4 separate regions of the Mus musculus genome follow, and all the other regions are linked to region 3. The links are chromatin contacts, called in public HiChIP or PLAC-seq and promoter capture Hi-C maps. All regions are on one chromosome and are shown on one strand. Each heading gives the region's core, a stretch centred on a gene start, on an enhancer-like site or on the middle of the called end of the contact. The rest is flanking DNA. Distances are from core to core; before and after follow the strand shown.

Region 1 (3,195 bases), core at 85-2,584, 860 kb after region 3:
TAGAGACGTGGGGAGCAGAGGCCGGTCGGGCCCAGTCCCCAGTGGGTACCCGGAGTAAGGAGGTGGATGACCTCTTTTGCAGAGGCAGAAACCAGGGCCCAGCTTGGGCCTCTTCGGCTCAAGCAGGTCAGGCTTTCTCCCGGGGGCTCTGCCTTCAGCAAAGCTCCCAGGCCGACCACTGTGGAGTCCTGTTACACAGCAACCCACTACAAAAACACCTCGGCAGGGAATCCTCGGAGAGAGACAAAGGACCAGACGGAAATGGGGGATGGGTACAGAACTATCAGAGAGTAGGGTGTGGCCTCGGCCTTACTTCCAGGCAACCAAAGCCCCCAGTTTTCCAAGGGCCTCCATGCGTGCCCTGGATGCCAAAGGGCCCAGAAGGAAGCACAGGAAGTTGATAGCTAGGCCGTTAGACCATACAGGGAATGGATGCCTTCTTCCTTTCGTCTGGAGGCTCAGGAATGTCCCCCAAGCTGGAGGCAGGATACCTCAAAGCCTCAGAGGAAGTCCTCGCCCTGCAGGAACCAGATGGGTGGACGGAAGGACCAGGGTGACTCAAGTCACCCAGGGCCTGTGGACCCTGACGACACCCCTTTCGGGTGAGGTGAAAGCAGAACTAATTGGTCAAGTCCGGCCACCTTCCACATAGGATACTGATTAAAAAGCGACTGCTCCCCAAAGCAAGGGGGTCCTTAACAGCTAGAGATGAGACACCAAGTCTACACCTCTTGTGCTAGGTTCAGAGGCCCCTACACAGCCTGTGGGGAGGTTGGTCTGGGATCAATCACTGCGGGTCCCTGGGCCTCCACTCCTGAGTTAGGGACTGCAGAGCTGGCCCTTCCCCGTGGACGATGGGACAGTCAGGTCTTTCCCCTCCCCTCTCAGTTGTGCAGAAGGTCACCAGCATTTAGTCCCAGCTCTACGCATTCCCTCTCACCACCTTTAACCTTCCCCGAGCTGAGACTTCTCCGTACTTTACCAGGCAGTCCGCGTACTAGACCGCAGCTCCAGGGAACCCAGGCAAGTGACAGTTCCAAGTCCGATCTTTCACTGCCCACCTGTGTCAGGACCCCAAGCTTTGGAGCGATCCGTTCCCCCTTGGCCAATGCGCAACCCCAAATCGCCCGGCCGCTCCCGCCCCTCACCTGGGCCGGGCTGGGCTGCTCCGGGACCGACAGGGCAATCGCTCCTCAGACAGGCTCTGCTCAGCTCACTGCCCCGGGCCCTGGATCTATATATGGCTGGCCCCACCCCCTCCTGCCTGTCCCAAGAAACTTCTGGAAAGTTGGAAACGCTTCCGGAGGGCGCCGTGGCTCGGAGAGGAGAAAAAAAGCCAAAGACCTCCCCCAAACCACCCTGGCTCCCGCCCCTGTGCCTGCGGGCTCTCTCCCAGCCCCTGGGTCCTACTGCCCCCTCGCCCTACTAGGTAGAGGGGACTCTCCTCCCGCACCAGCTAGACCTTGGGAGCCAGGGCATTCTTGGGATTCCGCGGTCCTGGACGTGGAAAAGCAGGGTTTAGACTCGAGAGTGAACTGAAGGCAGACAGGCTCCAAAGTCCTGCGCTCGGGGACTGGAGTTGTCGTCTTCTCGGGGTTGCCCACACAAGCCTGCTCTGATCACATATCCCTTCTGCCCCACATGACCCTGCTCTGCCCCAGTAGATCCATTGCCTACTGTTATCAAGCTTTAATCAGGGACCCCTGATGCTACTCCTTAGTCAGGGGCCCTCTCCTTTGCCTTAGGAAAAAGTCAGAGGCAGGGGTCCCTCTCCAAACCAGGGTTCACCCTTGAAACATCCCTGGGGAGGAGAGGCCCTGAGAATTCTAGCTGGACCCTCACCCTGGCAACCAAGTCTTGAACTGATTTCAGACAGACACCTAGGTGGTTCCACTGGACATGAAGTAGTATACAGCAGGGAACATCCTGGATGAATTAAATACAGCATTGTGTGACTTTCCTTCTGGGCCAGTACCCTTGGTTGATGTTAAGTCCTAACTGCCCCTTTCTCCGTCTCAAATGGGTCATCCCTGCTATCTCCTTCCCTCCCTCCCTATCTCCATTGCCTCTTGGGGCTCAGGGTCTCACTATCTCAGGCTCTCCCGCCCCACCCCACCTCTTACACTGAGATAGCTTCTTGAGCCCTGAGTTAACTGATAGTATTCTTTACTATTCTAGTGTCATGCACAAATCTGCACAACTGGGCAAAGTCCCTGCCTTCAGGACCTCCTTTGTGAGGGGTGTGTGCAGCTAGTGGGGAATTCAGTAGGTGAGGCCTGTTGTTTTAGGATCCTCCTATCTTCTGATAGTGGAATGACAGACAACAGATGGACATCACTAGAGAGGAGGTGGAGTGAGAGGCTTTTCCCCCTCTTTTCAGTGCACTGGGGCTGGAACCCAGATCCTCAGGAAAACCAGGAAAGAAAGCATCCTGCCACTGAGCCCCAGCCCCAGCCCCAGAGAGACCCTGTATGCATTCACTCACATTCAATCAACAGACTCATAAGTATTTTCTTTCTCCCAGATGCAGAGCCTGTGGAACAGATGTATCCTTGCACTCAGCATCCCAAAAGATGAGTTCTCTGCAGTTATAGAGAACAGTGGGGGAGGGAATGGACCCCCAGCCTTCCCCACTTCGGGCTGAGGGAAATATTAGATCCTAATAGACTTAGACCCCAATCAAAGGATCAGAGAGTATACGGATTTGCAAGTGACTGCCACAGATGATAATATCATTCAGAAGCCCCACAACGTCTTTGAACTTCGTGAAGGAATCTTAGCTTGGTAGGATCTCAGAGTCAAAGGTCTTGAGAAGAAGAAAAAAAAAATCATGGTACCAGGCCTAGCGTCACATGCCTGATGGCCCAGGATGCTGGAGACACTGGGTCAAGGTAAACCTAAGGTAAACGCTTAGGACTTCGTCCCTATCTGCAAACTTAGTATCCTTATGAATGTCCCCCAAAGGCAAGGGCCTGCCTCTCTCTAAGAACAGTGACCTGGCAGCCGCTATTGTTTTGTAGAACAGATCTGATCTTGAGCAAACTTTGTAGGCAAAAGGAGGGCGGTATCCATCTTTGTGGTGGCTGATTCTCCTTCCCGTCCTCCTGCATCCTCTATGTACTGCTTATGTGAATAAATCTTTGCTAGGAAAGGATTCCACCTAGATTCCAGACCCCCTTTCTATTATCATCCTCG
Region 2 (3,198 bases), core at 506-3,005, 650 kb after region 3:
AATGGAGTTGAACTGTGTTGAACCGGCAGTTGGCTTGGATTAGTTCTTCTAGTTTTGAACCGTTATTGCTAGAACAGGCTCTAGTCAGGAAAACATGCCTTGTTCTCTTCTCCAACCCGCCATGCTCTCACAGCTTCCCTAAACTATGCCCATCTAGATGCCCAATTTCTCCAGGCGGCTCCTAACAGTGCTCACTATTGCTTCTCCCAGCAGGCCCTCACACTCCACCTCCCACACAGGCAAAAATTCACATTAATGCCCAATCCACAGACTACTCTCCCAGCCACCCTCTCATCCTCTCCCACGACCTGGAAACGCAATACAAGCCTCATTCCTTTCCAACTCCTAATATTCTCCAAACTCCCTCTCCAATGGCACTACAAAACCTGGGCACATGCCTTCTGATTTGCTAAATTCTCTCCTACTACAGAGCCTTGCTTCTGCAGTTAACGTTGCTTCCCTACTCATCCGGCACCTCATCCGGCACCGGGTTGGGGGGGTGGGGTGCAACATTGCTCTTTCCTTTACATTCCGATGCACTCTATGCCTGGCCCTCTCTCCCATAGCCTCTGCGCTCCTAAGTGGCTCCTTCCTGTCTCTTGCAAGGATGGAAAGTTACAGAAAGGGTCTGAGGGAGCTCGTCCTGTGGACCGTGGTGGAGCAGCTGCTCTCAAGTCTAAAGCAAACTATTGCTGCTGAGCACAAGCTGGAGTCAGACTCTGTATTTGGAAATCCATCCCCACCAGAAACACTAACAGAGAGGCAGTGAGCAAGCTTGTTCCTAGAACTGAGAAACCGGGACAATAAAACCAGCTATCTCATGGAGTTGTGACGATTCAATGCTCACTTTGCACAGACCCAGCTCGGTAACCTCTCCATGACTGACAGTTTCTCCAGGTCCTCTTCAATGCTAAGGTTCCTGCAGAGTCTCCCCGAGGGACTGAGGGAGGCCAGTGGAAGATGTACTGATAGGCGGGTGTTGCCAAGAATTTTGTCAGATTCCCAAAGTCAGTGTTCTCTTGTCCTTATTACACACACACACACACACACACACACACACACACACACACACACACACGTGAGATACAAGCTATGAATATTTACTTCAAATCCTCCTTCCAGACACTCACCCGAGGGAGTGGAGTGTGCCATGAGGATCTGAGATTGGAAAGGAAACCCCAACGTCCCAAATACCTTCCTCAGGAGGAGCGGAAGGAAGCACCCGAAACGCTAAGAATAAGTGCAGAAAACCGACTCCTCGATCGGGGAGCGAAAGGGAAAGCGCGGCGGCGGCCAGCGGGGCAGGGCTCCCCGGCGCCTTCTTGGAGGGATGCGGGGGTCTGAGCGCGGGAACGGCCGGGGAGGGGGCTCCTCCTCCTGTCAGCCCTCCTCAGCCCTGCGAGCCCCGCCAACCTTCTCCGCCCCCCGGCTCGCGGCCGGCTCACCTGCTGAGACGGCAGCTCCACATGCAGGGCCCGCGCGGGGGCACCGGACGTCAGCGCGGCGGACGGGCCCGGGGGTGGCAGGGGCACCGGGCCCCCGAGCGAGGCGCAGGAGCTCATCTGGACCCCTGAGCCGCCGAGCGGCCAGGTGGGCAGTCCTCCCGCATCGGCCGCTGCCTCCCGAGCTGTGATTCGCAGAGCCCCTACAGCCTAGAAACCGGGCACCGAGAGCCCCAGCAGCTCTGCGCCCGCGCTGGCCACCGCCGCTGGCTAAGGAAGAGCCATATTACCGCAGTGCAACCCCTCCACCCGGCCCAGAGCTGGCGTGCTCATTGGTTCCGTTTCTGAGAGGGCGGGACCCGGTGGCGGCCAAGGGACGTGCTATTGGCCAGTGGGCCCGTCCGTCGTCGGCCGCAATGGCTAGGGGCGGAGGGACTCTAGGATGGCCTCAATTGCGTCTGTCAAACCCGGGCTAAACCTGGGGCGTAACTTCTCTTTGCCTCAGCCTAATTGGCCCTTTCCCTATTGAGGGGTGTGGTCTCCTAGGGAAGCCTCGTGGGCTATTGCTCTAGAGCGCTGTCAGTTGTCAGTGAAACAGGGACGGCTTCTTGATTAGGTAGAGCGCGCGCCTGGTATGTCGTGTCACGTGCAGAAGTCTGGAGAGTCACCTGATTAGTGAGAGTCAGTCCTCTAAGCCACTTCCGCCCTAACCTAGTTGCTATGGTAACAGAGCCTCCAGTGGAGGGCGGGGACCCGCTTGGCACCAGCTGAGTCGGGATGGATGGATGGTCTGACTTCCCGAAGTGTTCTCATCCACGTACAAAAAAAAAAAAAAAAAGCCACGCTTTATGACTGAGAGGGGGAGCCGCCACCGAGCCGCGATCACTGAGACCAAAGATCCATCGGGCAGTCCACCAGCTCTTCAGTGATCCACTCAGACCTGCAAGTCCACGCCCCTTCTAGCTTCTATAACTAGTAAGCTTAGCCACAAAGTGTGCCAGCCAGCCAAGAGACTGTCTCACCTCTGCTGGTGGGATGCTTATGCTCTGCCTAGAAAGCCTTTACTGCTTGTGACTAACGCTTGCTTAGCCATCGTATTTCAGCTGGGGCAGGAGTCCTTCCAAAAGACTTCTCTGAAACTCCGAATTAGGAAACTTGCCTTTACCACAGACCTGCTTATTCTATTGTGTTGTCTTTGTTTGTTTACTTGCTTTGCGCGGGGGCGGGGCGGGGGGAGGGGCGAGATTTGGCTGACCTGCCACTCACCATGTAGCTCAATCTACCTCAGCTCCCCAGGTGCTGGGACTACAGGAGTGTGCCACCACAGCAGCCTCCACTTTGTCTTTTAATAGTCATTTAACACACACAGCCTCCCCGAATTCAAACACTCATATGTGAATTCCTCAACCAAAAGACCTTGTCTGATTCGTCCCTGGATCCGCATTGCTTGCAGATAATAGAGAAATGAATATGAAGGTACAGCTCAAATGCCCTCCCTTCCCTGAAGACTTCTTTGACCATAATAGCAGCTACAGCCATTGCTTCTATAAGTAGCACTGAGTCATTTTGCAGAATATTGATTCCCCCGTCCCCATAGAGTGTGAATTTCTCCACCACCTGGACTGTTATAGCTGAAAGAACACAGTGTTCAGAGAGGCAGACACAACAGGAAGCAGGCAGTTTGGGATTCTGACTGCCACCTTCTAGCTTTGTCACTGAGCAGGTCAGCTCCCCACTGTCTGTCCATGCGCTGAAT
Region 3 (3,314 bases), core at 530-3,029:
CTCCTCACTGGGTTCTCAACCCAGTCTGTCTTATGTGGTCTCCCCAGCCAGAGGAACTGTAGATTTACCATTTGTCTCGCTCTACAGAAACAAGTGGAGGTCAGAAAAGTCAAGCAACCTTCCCCAAGTCACACAGCATGACAGTTCAAGAGCAGAGATGTAGGGGGTGGGGGCTAAAGAGTTCCGCCTGGTCCTCAGTCCCAAGAGACCTCTGTAGTTGGGGGAGGACATGCTTGGTTGCCCCTCTATCTCCTATCTCTTGGGGAGCCCCATCCGGGCACAGAACCCCATGTGCTTCCTAACCACAACCGCAGCCCCTGGGGGCACAAGGGAAGCAGGCCGCTCATCCTGTAGTGATGGCACCAGCCCTGCCCTGCCCCCACCTTGAGCCAAGTTCTAGGGCAACTCTGACGGTGTGAGAGAGCATCAGGCCATCATGGGGAAGCAGGTAGGGAGAGCCCCAGCCTACCTGAGTCTTTGTTCATGCTCTGCCCTCGCTACAGAGTAGTCACAAAGCCCCTTCCTCGATTGATACATGACCCCATGGACTCCAACCTGGAAAAGGTGTCCTCCTAAAGCAGCAGATGAGGAACGGTCTCTAACACCCATCGGGTGCAGGCCCAGGCCTACATCGACTTCATCCAAAAGAGCGGCTCTTGCCATTCTACACTTGGCAGAGAGGGGAACTGAAGTTCAGTCTGACTAGATAGTACACACAAGGGCTGAGGTGGGAGAGCCACAACCCTGAGAGCTCCCGAGGGTGGGTGGGGGCAGGAAGCTGGGCTACTCTGCTGCTCTGACTCCTTATAGCATCAGAGGATGCCTCCTTGGTGAACCTTTCCCTGACCTTAGGTTAGGTCAGGGCTCTAGACTGGAGTTGTCAGGGACTGTCCTCTCTGGGTTGTTCGCACCGCATGGGTCCATCCAACCACTGTGGACTAGATGGGAGGAAAGGCCCAGCTCAGAGCCCAGCCCTACTCTGGCTCACCCCGCTTGGTGCTGTTAAGATAGGGTGGATGGCCCTCCTCTAGGCGCTGTGACCACCAGGGAGAACATTATGAATACAGAACTAGAGACTGGAGGACGGCAGCAACACTCTTCACCCATCTTTCAGTCTAGACCCAGCAGGGCACGGTGCCAGTGTCTGAGGAGGCTAAGTACCTTGTAAAGGCAGCGGCTTTGGGTAAGTTATGAGACTGTCATTATGCAGTTTAACCTATCAGAGCCTCAGGTCCCCCAAATGTCCGTGGGGACCTGACAAGTCTCAACCAGCTGGCTTTTCCCTCATCCCACTCCTAGCCTCAGCTTCTCTATCAGTAAGCAGGGGACACTGACAGGCTTGGAGATGACTTAAAGGCAGGATAGCTGGGGGGGGGGGGGGGTGGATGGGACCCCCTCAGGGCCATCCCAGGGCCAAAGAAGGGTCACTTCCTTCCGTGCCGGTGGTTGCCAGTCACCTCTGGGTGGCCCCCTGCCTTGGTGCGGTGGCGCCAGGATTTCCTCCGCGGACCTGCGGCTCCCTGCACCCAAGACCTCGCGGGCCCACGGCTGCACGTGCGGCTGCCTCGGCCTAGCTTCTTTTGTGATCCTTCTCCCTCCAGTCGTTTTTCGGTTTCAAGCGCCGCCCTAGCTGGGTCCGGGCGATTCCAGAGCAGAGGCGATGCTCGGTTCCTAGGTCCGCACGGCTGGCAGGGCGGTGTTAGGACCCCGCGGCTCAGAGTCCCAGGGGGCGTGGCCGGGCGGCCGGTGCTATTTAAAAGGCGGGCGCCGCCCCCTCCCGGCCGGCTGGAGCGGCGCTGCAGCGGTCCGGCCTCGGCGGGCCAGACCCCCGGGGTTGCGCGAACGATGCGCGGAGGAGTCAGGCGGCGGCGGCGGCGCTGAGCCAGGTAGGGGCGGCGGTCGGCGGCGGTGCCTAGAGAGCTAGGGCCGGACCCTCCCTCGGCACCCGGGTGTTAGCAGATCTACCTAAGGAAGGGCTCAGATAGGCGTTCCCATTTGACAGCTGGGAAAATCGAGGCAGGAAGCTCTGGGTGTGCCTAGGAGCACACAGCCAAGCAAGCAGATTAGGATTTGAATTCAGGTCTGCCCCAGGCAGACATGGGCTTTCCACACTACCACTATTATCTGGAGGGGATACCCAGAACTCTTTGGGGAGACTTCTTTATGTGTGATAGATAGGAGGGACCCCCCTACCCCACCTCCACCCTGACATTTCACATCACAAGCACATTCCTTTGGGTTAAGGTCTGATTCCCCTGAGATGTAGGATGTCTCTAGAACGGGCTGCCCCTAGTGAGTGATTCACTGCACTGTGAGCCTTGAAGCTGCTCTCCCAGGCCCCCTTTGACAGTAGTCATAACAGACTGAGAGCCCTACCGCTCAGTATACTCCTGGGCCTGGGGCTGTAGGCTCCTGAGTAACTTAGGAAGGAAGTCTTGGCAGTTGCTTTGGAGGCACAGGGGCTGGATTCTGATACCGACTCTTCGATTTACTGTACAAGTGCCTTAGGGTAAGTCATTTCTCTGAATCTCGTGGTCTGGGAGAGAGATCCACAGGGTGCCCGTGGGGTCTGCACTAGTGGAGACCACCCAGCACTAAGGGACTATAGATCTGGCTGAGTCCCAGTTGCAGCACACCTAGGGGCTAAGGATCAGGCACTTTGCCTTCCCAAGCCTCGGTCCTCCAGTCTGTAAATGGGAATTATAGTAATCACCTCACTTGGTGGTTGTGAGAGTTAAAAGACCTGCAGTCAACCTAGGGCTTAGAAAAATTGTAACCTCCTTGCATAGTAGGGGCAGTCTTATTTTTATTATAGGTTTGACTCCACTATCTGTCTGTCCCCCTCTGTCATGCACGCGCGAGCACGCGTGCATGTGCACACACACATACAAGCACATACAGAGATATTCTTTGACACCTCTCCAATCAGAATCCAGCTACCTGCCTGCAGAGCCAGGACCTCTATCCTCAGCATCGTTGGTATCTGAACCATCAGGGAAGGACATGGAAGGGTCCCAGTACTTTCCTGGTCATGCTCCACCTGATCCATGCTAAGCAAGGATAGCCAGTGTTGGAATGGGAACTGGTGTGTCCTGCAGATGAATCACCTAGGCAAGGAGAGATAAAGAATTTGCCCTGAGGACCACACTAGCCAGTGGTGGGGCTTGACAGTGAGCCCTGGGTTTGAATGCCTCTGGTTGTCCCTGGGGGGCTGAGTTCTCACTGCTGCAGATGGGGCACAGCAGGGTGCTTCTTTCCACCATAATTCTGTGGGGACTGTCTCTTCTGGATGTGCAGAGGAAGGAGAGACAGGG
Region 4 (3,279 bases), core at 514-3,013, 550 kb after region 3:
ACATGGAGAACAAAACAAACAACAACAACAACAAAATCACAACCCTAAGTACACAAGTGTTACTGTAGTAGCTGTACCTAAACAACGCTGTCTGCAATAACCCGGAGCAGCTTCACTAAGTAGTGCACAGGCATACAGACTCCTCCCACTACGGTAAGGACACCGGGTACTCTCCCGAAAGCTACTGGGGAAAACCCAGCAGGTCTTAGCATCTGTTCATTTCTCCAGTGGGTCTGTTTGTAAACCTACAACGTAGACCGTGATGAACTAGATGTGCAGGGTAGGGCAGAGATAATTAGATCAGATATCACCATTCTCGACTTTCTGGCCCCTTATGGAGAGACAGACTTGTAAGCATATGCATCTACTGTGAGATATCAACCTTACAGACTGCCACAAAATGGATATTTCATGACACCGATGCTCCTTACTGCGCTAAGGAGACACATTTGCTGTATATTTTAAATACACTTGGCCACTAGAGTGGTAAGACACGTAAGTGTAAGTCTGTGTAACATGACTACATCAGGTGAGGATTTCACACTCTTCCTGTCTTCTGAGAAACAGATAATAAATTATATAGAGAGTCTACAGTTTATTACAAATTTACCCTTTATTGTAAAACATGTTATTAAACAATTATATACAGTTGTGGGTTAGGGGAGACTCTCTAAAATCAAGTTACATTGTTCAGGAAGTCAGGTGTACTAAATACATTTTCAACTTAAAATAGGCTTATTGGGGGAGGAGGCAGACATAGCTAGCTTAGCAATTACTGCTCCTAGAGAAGACCCAAATTCAGTTCCCAACACTGAAATGGTGGCTGGCTCACAGTGGCCTATAATTCCAGCTCCACCTCCAGGAGAGCTGACATTTCTATCGACCTCTGAAGGCACTGGACATGCACATGGCGTGCTTGCATACATATACATTAAACACTCATTCACAGAAAATAAAAGTAAGTAACTCTTAAAAGAAAAAATGGTTAAACTAGAAAAGGACTCCACTGGATGTCATGGGCCACACACAGTCTGCTTCAGAGGGAAATGTTACAAAAATGTGAATTTTCCCCAACCCCATTTTTTGCTCCTTTCTGAACAATTCAGTAGAACAATTCAATTTGGTCCCCTCTGATAGGACCAAATAAAGTAAAATTCCATGTGGCATTGAAGATATGGACGAGGTGGGATCCTGGCACAGCTGTAATAGCCAGGGCAAGCCACAAGGACTCCAACCCAAGTAGATGAAGATGCAGTCCTGGGTGGAGGGCATGCCGGGTTGGGTATGTGAAACGACAGCAGGAACAGCCAGACAGACTATACACACTGGGAACTGGCTGAATAGTGAATGTCATGGAGGCAGGTAGCAGAACTCACAGTGCTGGAGAACGTGGTCATAACTATGAACTGTAAAACAAAAGCCCTCAAATGAGCCCCTGGATCCACTACATCCAGGGATTACACTAGATCCAGGGATCTGGATTACAGTATGCCTGTATAAATTCAGGTTTCAACATGGGTAGATGGTAAGAGAGGCAGAGGATATAAACATGCAGACACACACAGGCATGCCTGTGTGTGCAGAGGGATGGGGACAGAGGTAGACCAGATGCAAAGAAGACACAAAGGCCCAGATCCTAACTCCTACAAAACTGCGCTAAAGGAACCGGAAGGCCCTCAAGTGACAGGTTCCCTTGGGGGCAGAGGGAAGCCTGCAGAGCAGTCACTACTGGGCAGTGAGGAAGCTGTTCTCAGAGAATGAGGAAGGAAAGAAGGGGCTTGAGCCTTACAGTAAGGAGTTACAGTACCACATGACAACCCACTGGCTCAGAGAGAATCTGCCTGTCCACACTGACAGGCAGACAGACAGGAGAAGACTAGATATTTTCTTACACTAGAATGTCAGCGGATGAAAGTAGAAGAGATGAAGGAATTAGAAAGTAATCAGTAATACAGACAACATAAACGTGTGCTGAAACCAGTGGGAGGAACTTCGATGGGAAATCATCTAAGTCAAAAGGGTTAACTTCACTGAGGAAAAGGATGACAGCCATCACCCTGATCAAATCTTCCCATGCAAGAATGTCCATATTGTGACAAACTGAAATGGGCATTAGTCAAGACTGAACAAATTATATAAATATTAGGACTTAAGTAAGAATGCTTACCATCTTCATGAGGAAACATCAGACAAAACAAAATGACAGGCATTATAAAATGACTGCCAAGAGAAGACTGAGGAACTGCCTCAGACTGAGAGGAGGAGGAAAGAGGACAGCTACCGAGTGGTACGGGATGGAATCCTTTTGGTATGAAGGACACGGAAACAGATGGAGACTCTTGAGACTTGACGTGATGGATGGATTGGGTGTTGCTGAGGTGTGAATGGGAACTGACTGATTTCCAGGGCTGCACCGCAGTTATCTAGGCAAACGCTTGTGTTTGCAGACGCTTTACTGATGCCCCTGGTACAGCTGGGAGGGCCCTTCTAATTTACTTTCAATGGCAACAGGGGGAGAGCACTTGTTACTATTTCTGCAACGCTCCCATAAATTTGGAAATATTTCATAGGAAAAGAAATATAAAATGCTCAAGAAACGAAGGCAAGAAATACATACCGAATCTCAACCCCAATCTCCCCAAACAACACAGCCATCGACAGCTAGTCTGCTCACTGCAAGCCATCAACAGCTAGTCTGTTCACTGCAGGCCATCGACAGCTAGTCTGTTTACTGCAGGCAACACACCCGTCAACAGCTAGTCTGCTCACTGAAGGCAACTTCAGCCAGTGGCATCACTGAGCAGGGCGACATATTTCACAAGATCAGCTTCCTCCCAGAGATAATTCACTCAGTAACTAACTTATTGAGAATGAGTTTTCAATGCCAGCTTTATCACTAAACTGTAATATTTAAGTCACTGGGGATGTGGAGACTAGATCAGCAGGATTGGTTTGGTTTGGTTTGGTTTGGTTTGGTTTGGTTTGGTTTGGTTTGGTTTGGTTTTTCAAGACAGGGTTTCTCTGTGTAGCCCTGGCTGTCCTGGAACTCACTCTATAGACCAGGCTGGCCTTGAACTCAGAAATCTGCCTGCCTCTGCCTCCCAAGTGCTGGGATCAAAGGTGTGCGCCACCACTGCCCGATTAGCAGGATTTGTAGGACACAGAAGAGACAAGAGTTTCTGAACCTGGCCTGTACGTTCTCTCTGTCAGTGGAAGAAAATGTACGGTTGCAGATAGCTTAACTCTAGCTTTAGGGCTATTGTTTGGCAGTTTATATAA

The links. Promoter capture Hi-C pulls out the DNA fragments that hold promoters and counts their contacts. HiChIP or PLAC-seq counts read pairs in DNA pulled down with a chosen protein or histone mark. Capture Hi-C pulls out chosen DNA fragments and counts their contacts.
Region 1: a contact with region 3 is called in a promoter capture Hi-C map of liver, with 2.6 times the contacts expected there. The contact joins the promoter of Serpinh1 here to the promoter of Lrrc32 in region 3. A contact is called at or near these places in 1 of 39 promoter capture datasets (liver), 1 of 15 datasets of contacts at CTCF or cohesin (embryonic stem cells), 1 of 115 datasets of contacts at active chromatin or transcription factors (embryonic stem cells) and 1 of 9 other capture datasets (liver).
Region 2: a contact with region 3 is called in a CTCF HiChIP or PLAC-seq map of embryonic stem cells, with 7 times the contacts expected there. The contact joins the promoter of Uvrag here to the promoter of Lrrc32 in region 3. A contact is called at or near these places in 5 of 39 promoter capture datasets (the 3T3-L1 cell line, the C10 cell line, cranial neural crest and 2 more), 2 of 15 datasets of contacts at CTCF or cohesin (embryonic stem cells and large pre-B cells), 11 of 484 Hi-C or Micro-C datasets (B cells, CD4 T cells, the N1E-115 cell line and 5 more), 10 of 115 datasets of contacts at active chromatin or transcription factors (astrocytes, bone marrow-derived dendritic cells, bone marrow-derived macrophages and 7 more) and 3 of 9 other capture datasets (adipose tissue, embryonic stem cells and pancreatic islet).
Region 4: a contact with region 3 is called in a promoter capture Hi-C map of hematopoietic stem and progenitor cells, with 3 times the contacts expected there. The contact joins the enhancer-like site here to the promoter of Lrrc32 in region 3. A contact is called at or near these places in 5 of 39 promoter capture datasets (cranial neural crest, frontonasal cranial neural crest, hematopoietic stem and progenitor cells and 2 more), 2 of 115 datasets of contacts at active chromatin or transcription factors (embryonic basal ganglia and forebrain) and 1 of 9 other capture datasets (embryonic stem cells).

The regions. Positions count from the first base shown.
Region 1 is chr7:99,351,905-99,355,099 of GRCm38.p6, forward strand. It overlaps Serpinh1 (serine (or cysteine) peptidase inhibitor, clade H, member 1), which reads right to left and starts at 1,335. Exons shown (of 5, transcript NM_001111044.1): 1 at 1,149-1,335.
Region 2 is chr7:99,139,389-99,142,586 of GRCm38.p6, forward strand. Uvrag (UV radiation resistance associated gene) reads right to left here and starts at 1,756. Exons shown (of 15, transcript NM_178635.3): 1 at 1,446-1,756. The coding sequence starts at 1,562.
Region 3 is chr7:98,488,212-98,491,525 of GRCm38.p6, forward strand. Lrrc32 (leucine rich repeat containing 32) reads left to right here and starts at 1,780. Exons shown (of 3, transcript NM_001113379.2): 1 at 1,780-1,886.
Region 4 is chr7:99,041,793-99,045,071 of GRCm38.p6, forward strand. The region is part of intron 6 of Uvrag (UV radiation resistance associated gene); the gene reads right to left. Among named protein-coding and RNA genes, the nearest start is that of Uvrag, 98 kb to the right of the region's middle. Within about 2 kb of position 1,764, at least 60 of the 459 cell types and tissues checked have an H3K27ac peak or open chromatin away from gene starts, as enhancers often do. A contact at or near this core is called in hematopoietic stem and progenitor cells, where this site is marked.